2 separate regions of the Mus musculus genome follow, and region 1 is linked to region 2. Evidence: chromatin contacts called from public Hi-C data. All regions are on one chromosome and are shown on one strand. Each heading gives the region's core, a stretch centred on a gene start, on an enhancer-like site or on the middle of the called end of the contact. The rest is flanking DNA. Distances are from core to core; before and after follow the strand shown. Region 1 holds the start of Ccdc80 (coiled-coil domain containing 80). Region 2 overlaps Cd200r4 (CD200 receptor 4).

The links. A called contact is a pair of places that touch in the nucleus more often than the background predicts.
Region 1: a contact with region 2 is called in a Hi-C map of bone marrow-derived macrophages, with 25 read pairs. The contact joins the promoter of Ccdc80 here to the enhancer-like site in region 2. A contact is called at or near these places in 8 of 39 promoter capture datasets (the HPC-7 cell line, embryonic stem cells, hippocampal neurons and 3 more), 2 of 484 Hi-C or Micro-C datasets (both in bone marrow-derived macrophages), 1 of 115 datasets of contacts at active chromatin or transcription factors (bone marrow-derived macrophages) and 4 of 9 other capture datasets (adipose tissue, embryonic stem cells, liver and 1 more).

The regions. Positions count from the first base shown.
Region 1 is chr16:45,092,663-45,096,381 of GRCm38.p6, forward strand. Ccdc80 (coiled-coil domain containing 80) reads left to right here and starts at 1,349. Exons shown (of 8, transcript NM_026439.3): 1 at 1,349-1,763; 2 at 2,210-3,719. The coding sequence starts at 2,221.
Region 2 is chr16:44,831,415-44,835,100 of GRCm38.p6, forward strand. Cd200r4 (CD200 receptor 4) reads left to right here. Exons shown (of 6, transcript NM_207244.2): 2 at 661-723; 3 at 1,444-1,758; 4 at 1,870-2,118. Among named protein-coding and RNA genes, the nearest start is that of Cd200r4, 13 kb to the left of the region's middle. Within about 2 kb of position 1,992, at least 8 of the 459 cell types and tissues checked have an H3K27ac peak or open chromatin away from gene starts, as enhancers often do. A contact at or near this core is called in bone marrow-derived macrophages, where this site is marked.

The DNA.
Region 1 (3,719 bases), core at 99-2,598, 260 kb after region 2:
ATGTGGTGCTGGAAATCAAACCCAAGTCTTCTTCAAGAGCAACTGATGCTCTTAACCAGTGAGTCCGACTAGCGCCTCCACCTTACTTTTTTGAGACAGGGGCTCCCATTGAGCCTAGAGCTGGTTGTATCAGCTAGAAAGGCTGAGGAGTGAGTTCCAGTGACCCACCTGCCTCTGCTCCTTTTCCCTCAGTGCCAGAGTTACAGCCTCAGTACCCAGTTTTTCTGTAAATGCTGGGGATCTGAATTCAGGCTCTCATACTGCGAGAAGCAAAGACTTTACCAGCTGAGGCACCTTCCCAGCCAAGCATACATCTACTTCTAGGGACTGACTAAGCATTTTAGGTTCTTAAAGCATCTGGAGAGCTGAATATTGTAACACACACACACACACACACACACACACACACACAGAGAGAGAGAGAGAGAGAGAGAGAGAGAGAGAGAGAGAGAGAGAGAGCTCACCATTTCTAGAGAAGCTGGGAGCCAGAATGCCCATTCCCTGATGTAATGTCCAACTGCAGTCTCAGGAGACAGCAGCCTTTGCCTGCATTGCTAACCTTTTACCAGCTTCACCCCCATCCCAAGGAGAAATAAGGACCGAGAACACAGTAACTTGAGCCCCAATTAGCATAATATAAAAACAACTTAGTCATGTTTTCCATGGGCTTTTCCAACCCAGAACTCAAAGCATAAAGCAGGCAGAAAGAGATAAAAATATACACGTGGAACTATAAATAGATGCATACTGTCTCGAAATGCAATGCCAATATCTGTGGCCCAAGTGAGCAGCTGTCTCTAGGGAACCCAGTCAGATGGAGCAACCTGAGGACTTTCCCCTTCTCAAACTGTAGTGTGAGAATCCACAGGAGGGGGAAGGTCCCGCCCCATGGCTCGGTATGGAAGGGGTTAAGTCCTCAGTCATCCTATTCTGAGGTGATTTACAATGATGTGTAGAGTTTCAAAACTTTTCCCAGCCCAAGCACAGCCCTCTCCTTCCTCTCCAGGTTCACAGACTCTCCATGTACTGAGAGGGGAAGGAGGCGTGTTTTGCTGATCTGTTAAATTCTTAGTGAAGTTTTCTTGATTTCCAGTGCTGTTGTTTGAGTTTGGTTTGGAGCAAACCTGAAGTAGCCCTGACATTTCTGGGATGGAATCCAGATGAGGAAAAAATAGAAGGAGAAGGGGGAGAAAAGGGAGAAGAGAAGGTGGGGGGAAATAAAGGGAGGAGAGACGGAAGGGAAGGGGGAAATTGTCCCTTTTCACATTCAGGCTTCTCTGTTTTCCCTCAGCCTGGAAAACATATTAATCCTGGTGTTTTTTTTTTTTTTTTTTTTTTTTTTTTTTTTTTACGCTCGGAAACAAAGGGACTCGGCCAGACTGCAGGAGGGGAAGGGTGATAAGAAGTTCTGGGAAAACTCCACAGAAGGGAAGAGCGAGATTCAGAAATCACTAGGACTTCACTTTCAGGAAGATCCCTGTGGCAACCAAGGACCGGCACACACAGACCCAGGAGAAACTGCAGACAAATGGAGATACAAACGGTCCCAAGGACAGCAGCGTTCACCTCCTCCCACTGGACCAGAAGGTAAAAGACACAGCCAGCAAAAGGAATCGGCCCAGGCTGGGCTCCCTGGGGCTGCTTTGCAGACAGACAAGGAGACAGAGAGCAGGAAGGAACCGATCTCACCTAGGAAACTGTCCTGGGGACCAACCTTCACGTTTCTCTGGAAAGCCTCTGCAAGCATCTCCATGAACCACTGTGTAAGTGTGCCAACCTTGCTCTCTGGTGTTTGTTTCCTTGTTGCTTGTTTGAAGACATGAAGTGTGAATGCACATTCACAGTTAGAATTCATAATTAGCATGCTCAGTTTACACAGTCTCTGGTGCATCTGGGCACAGCTGAGGCAGAGCAGGCGTGCCTCATGCCTGCCGCCTGTAAATCAAAGCTGGATTTCCTGCTTAAAGACTGACTCTGCTAAGCACTGACAATCGCAGCAGTTTAAGAGAAGCCCTCTCTCTGTTTGCCCTCCTCTGCTTGCCCTCCTTTTTCTTCTTTAACTATCTCCTGCCCTTTCTTTTTGGCCAAGTTAGAGAAAGAGATCATGCCCAGCTCTGCTTGCAATTAATGACTTTTTTTCTTTTCTTTTTCTCCCTTCTCATTTTATGTTATTTTCATTTTTGTATTATACCCCCTCTGCGTCCCCAAGTGGATAATACAATGATGTGGAAAATGGGACCCCACTTCACCACGCTCTTGGCCATGTGGCTGGTGTGTGGCTCAGCATCTCATTCTCCTGCCTTGGATAGCGACAGCCACACTGGACGGAAAGTACCTTTGGTTTCTCCAATCAGCAGTAGGTCAGCTCGGTATCTGAGGCACACCGGGAGGTCTGGTGGAGTTGAGAAATCCACCCAGGAAGAACCAAATCCTCAGCCTTTCCAAAGGAGGAAGAGTGTACCAGTGTTGAGATTAGCTCACCCGACCATGAGACCACCCCCCTCAGGTATCAATGGAGTTCCAGTCAGACCTGAGGTGAGACCCATAGCTAGGAGCTCGGCGCGTGAGATGGTCCGAGATGAGGGGTCTTCTGCTCGGACAAGAATGTTGCGATTCCCCTCTGGATCTAGCTCTCCCAATATCCTGGCCAGCTTTGCAGGAAAGAACAGGGTATGGGTCATCTCAGCCCCTCACGCCTCAGAGGGCTACTACCGCCTCATGATGAGCCTCCTGAAGGACGACGTGTATTGTGAGCTGGCAGAAAGGCACATCCAACAGATTGTGCTCTTCCACCAGGCAGGCGAGGAAGGGGGCAAGGTACGGAGGATCACCAATGAAGGGCAGATCCTGGAGCAGCCTCTGGACCCCAATCTCATCCCAAAGCTGATGAGCTTCTTGAAACTGGAGAAGGGCAAGTTTAGCATGGTGCTGTTAAAAAAGACTCTGCAGGTGGAGGAGCGCTACCCTTACCCGGTCAGGCTGGAAGCCATGTATGAGGTCATTGATCAAGGTCCCATCCGCAGGATCGAGAAAATCAGGCAGAAGGGTTTTGTCCAAAAGTGTAAGGCCTCGGGCATAGAGGGCCATGTAGTCCAGGAAGGAAACGAGGGCGGTGGAGGAGCAGGAGGTACAGGCCTGGGCGGTGATAAGAGGAAAGAGGACCCAAGGAGAACACAAGTCCACCCCACCAGAGAGGCTCCGAGAAAGCAGGCCACCAGCAAGGCAGCCACTCCTCAGCCTCCCCCAACTCCAAGGGCCACCACCCTTCCTCCTGCTCCAGTCACGACAGCCACTCGGGCCACATCCCGGGTAGTGACAATAGCCGCAAGACCTACAACCACCACTGCCTATCCAGCTACCCAGAGGCCCTGGACATCCCGGTTGCATCCCTTCTCAGTCTCCCACAGGCCCCCTGCAACAGCAGAGGTGACCACTGCCAGGGGCCCCTCCGTCTCAGAGCAGCTATACCCTCTACCTCGGAAGGAGCAACAGAGAGAGAAGCCACAGGCCACCAGGAGGCCCAGCAAAGCCACCAACTATGGAAGCTTCACAGCCACCCCACCTCCCACCCTCTGGGAGGTCAGCGCAAGAGTTGTGGGCACAAGCCGTTTCCGGGACAACCGGACAGACAAACGGGAACATGGCCATCAGGACCCAAATGCGGTGCCAGGTCCTCACAAGCCAGTAAAGGGGAAGCTGCCCAAAAAGAAGGACAGAAT
Region 2 (3,686 bases), core at 742-3,241:
AGAACTATTACAGGTCAATGTTTCAGAACCTGATAATTATGATTTTTTTCTTATAAAGCAGTGTATGTAGTCCAGGTTGGTCCAAAATTAAAGATATGGCCAGCAGCTCTGACATCATAATTCTCCTGTCTCGCCTCCCTGTGCAACCATGCCTGGCTTTGGATAATTATAACTGTGAACGATTTTGCAGAACTCAAGGAAGTAAAGGAAAGAGGAAAGGGCGCTCATCATTCTCCTACCCTGCTCGGCTTCATTTCTGCTGTTTAGTCACAAGGTAGAGCAGCTGGAAGGTAGCGAGAGGATGAACCCTTTGTGATTCTGTTTCTATAGTTTTTGGACAATGGCTCTGTTTCTTCATCTGCGGGAAGTGTTCATTATTGGTCCAAATAACTTTGCTTAGGGGATTAGATCTGGAGAATGGAGTTTAATGAAGTCAGCTTATGTCGTATGTCTACACTGGACCTGGTAAGGGGCTTGAAGAAGTAAGGCATGGCTACTGTAAACTATTTGGCAAAATAAAGTTACTCATGAATGGGAAACGACTGATTAGTATCTTACAAATGTAATTTTGAAGATGTTGACATATCAGTGATGATAAAATTTGAATTCCTGCTTACAATCATTTAAATATTTAAGCACTTGTATTTAAATACTTTCTAGGGTCAAGTTGTACTGATGAGAATCAAACAATACAGAATGACAGTTCATCTTCTCTGACACAAGGTAACATTCTTGCTTATTATGTGGGAATGGAGAGTTGACCTTGCTTAGAAACAGTAACTAATGCCTTGGCTACTGGACAGATTTAGGAGGAGTAGCAGAGTCTGGTGATGTAGTGTTATGGTGTGAGGGACCCTGAACCCTTGCCTCTAAACTTTTACCACCTCAGAGTGAGTGATGAAAAGACTGTGGTAGGTCTGTGTTAAGAATTTCTTTCTTGGATTAGTTGAGCTTTATTTGGATTTGACTTGTGAGGACTTGAGTTCCCCAAAGAGACAAGTGATATTGAAATCAGGAAGTAGAGATGTTAATGCAGTGTTTATCATAAGCATGGTTTATTCCCATCAAGTTCTGCTCCTGTTAAAGTGATGACATGGCTGACTTTAGTCACAAGTGATTGTGACAGATAAGTTTGTCGAGTTATCACCACTTAGCACACTTGTATCCATCAGGGATGATTTATGTCAGTGTCCAAGCAATGTGAGGATTTATGGTGCAAGATGTGCGTAGCCCACATGCTCGAACCTTTACTTTAGAAGATGAATAACATATTTAATTCTGATAGTTTGAACATACAGAAATAAAGAAATGTGAGACAAATCTACTATTGCTGTAATACTTCCATTAGTCAAGCATTGTTCTAGTGTAACTTCATATAAGTTACTGTGGATAGACCTAACTCACAAGGTTTCTTTTTCTCGTCCTTTCTCTCTGTGTATCCAGTTAACACTACAATGTCTGTACAGATGGATAAAAAGGCTCTGCTCTGCTGCTTTTCTAGTCCACTGATAAATGCAGTATTAATCACATGGATAATAAAACACAGACACCTGCCTTCCTGCACAATAGCATACAACCTAGATAAAAAGACCAATGAAACCAGCTGCTTGGGCAGGAACATCACCTGGGCCTCCACACCTGACCACAGTCCTGAACTTCAGATCAGTGCAGTGGCCCTCCAGCATGAGGGGACTTACACATGTGAGATAGTAACACCTGAAGGGAATTTAGAAAAAGTCTATGACCTCCAAGTGCTGGGTAAGTGACAATGTCACATATTGTGCTATTTCACATTACCAATTTTAGTTAGAAAAAATGTCCTTGTGATTGTGACAAGACTGAAGCTCTATTTCCTTCCCATCTCTCCAGTGCCCCCTGAGGTAACCTACTTTCCAGGGAAAAACAGAACTGCAGTCTGTGAGGCAATGGCAGGCAAGCCTGCTGCACAGATCTCTTGGACTCCAGATGGGGACTGTGTCACTAAGAGTGAGTCACACAGCAATGGCACTGTGACTGTCAGGAGCACGTGCCACTGGGAGCAGAACAATGTGTCTGTTGTGTCCTGCTTAGTCTCTCATTCGACTGGTAATCAGTCTCTGTCCATAGAACTGAGTCAAGGTGAGTACTTTTGTAAAAAGAAGGAATAATTGATATTTACCTTATTCTTCCATGAAAGATAAAGGTTTTACCTTCATTCTTTGTGTGACAAATAGAGTAGACAAATCTGTTTAGGGGAAGAAGGAGTAAATTCAGGACAAAGAATGAAGCAGAAAACATGAAGCTGTTTTCTAGCTCAGCAGACTCCTGCTAACCTGTGTCACCTGGACAGCGGTGGTGCTGCCCATACTGTGTTGGCCTCTAAGGTGGCTCTAAGCTCTGTGAAGTTGAGAGTTAACTAGGAAAAGAAACCCACTTCAGCACTTATAACAAGTTTTTGTTATCACTTGCACTTCTTATCAACTAGCTATAAATTTTGGATGTTTCCATAATTCACTTATCAGGTTCAATGATTTTCTAAAATGGTTCATAAAACTGAAGAAGACACCTTGTTTACTATGCTGGTTTAATATAAAGACTCCAACACAGAGATAGATAAATTGAAGAGATTCTTAGGACCCTTTATGGAGGAAGGAGTATAGAGCGTCATACCATCTGAAAGATTTTTGTGCTCCCAGTTCCTTCATGTTATCTACATACAGAAGCTCCTCAAACTGTACCATTTAGGATTTATATTAAGATTTTGTTATGTAGTTTTGAGGGCAAATCCTTGATCATTGGTGATTAACTCAATCTCCAGCCATTCTTTCTTCACACAAGATTAAGTGGGAATGATTGTGTTAGTATAGAGTCCCAAGTACTAACTCTCTAATTACAATTTAGCCTTTCTGGGACTACCCCCACCATGAAGATCTCTAAGAGCTCCTAGACACCAGTCATTGGCATGCTAAAGATTTTTTATTTTGTTGGCAATTCTTTTAGGAGCTATGTTTCAGTAGATGGAAAACAAAGGCCATATATAATTTTCTTTTTAAAATTTTTTTTTGTATTTTTTGATATATTGTCTCTATACATAGATAGTCTTGGCTGTCTTACAACTTGGAAATAGGTTCTGATGATCATAGATCTGATATCCATATTTCCCTTTTAATGTTCCAAAGAGGATTCAGGTTAATTCATTCTCAGATGTCTTTTTAAGTTGCTCCTTTCCCCCAAAAAGTCCTCTTCTACTAACCTGTTTCATCTAGTAGGCCACCATGCAATATCCTAAACCCACTTCTCCCCGACTCGCAGCAAGTGTTGTGTAACCATTCTGATTCTTCAGATGTTTTAGAGCATTTCATCCTCACTTAGCACCATTTGATGGCTTGTAAATCATTTAAAACCACACTGACAACAAAATGTCACTGGACAGGGCATCAGATCCAATTTCAAGTTGTATTATGCAGGCAAAACAGCAAAATCAGAATGATAACATTACAGATACAAACAATATCGATCAATGCAACAGGATTGAGGGCCCAGATAAAAATCCATGTACCTGTAGTCACCCAATTTTTCATTATATTCTGAAAATATTCACTGAAGAATACATAGCATCTGAAAAGATAGTGTTGGGGAACTGGATATTAACATGTAGAAGAATGAAACTTGAGTCTTCTCTTTGCATGGAAATAAATTCCAAATGG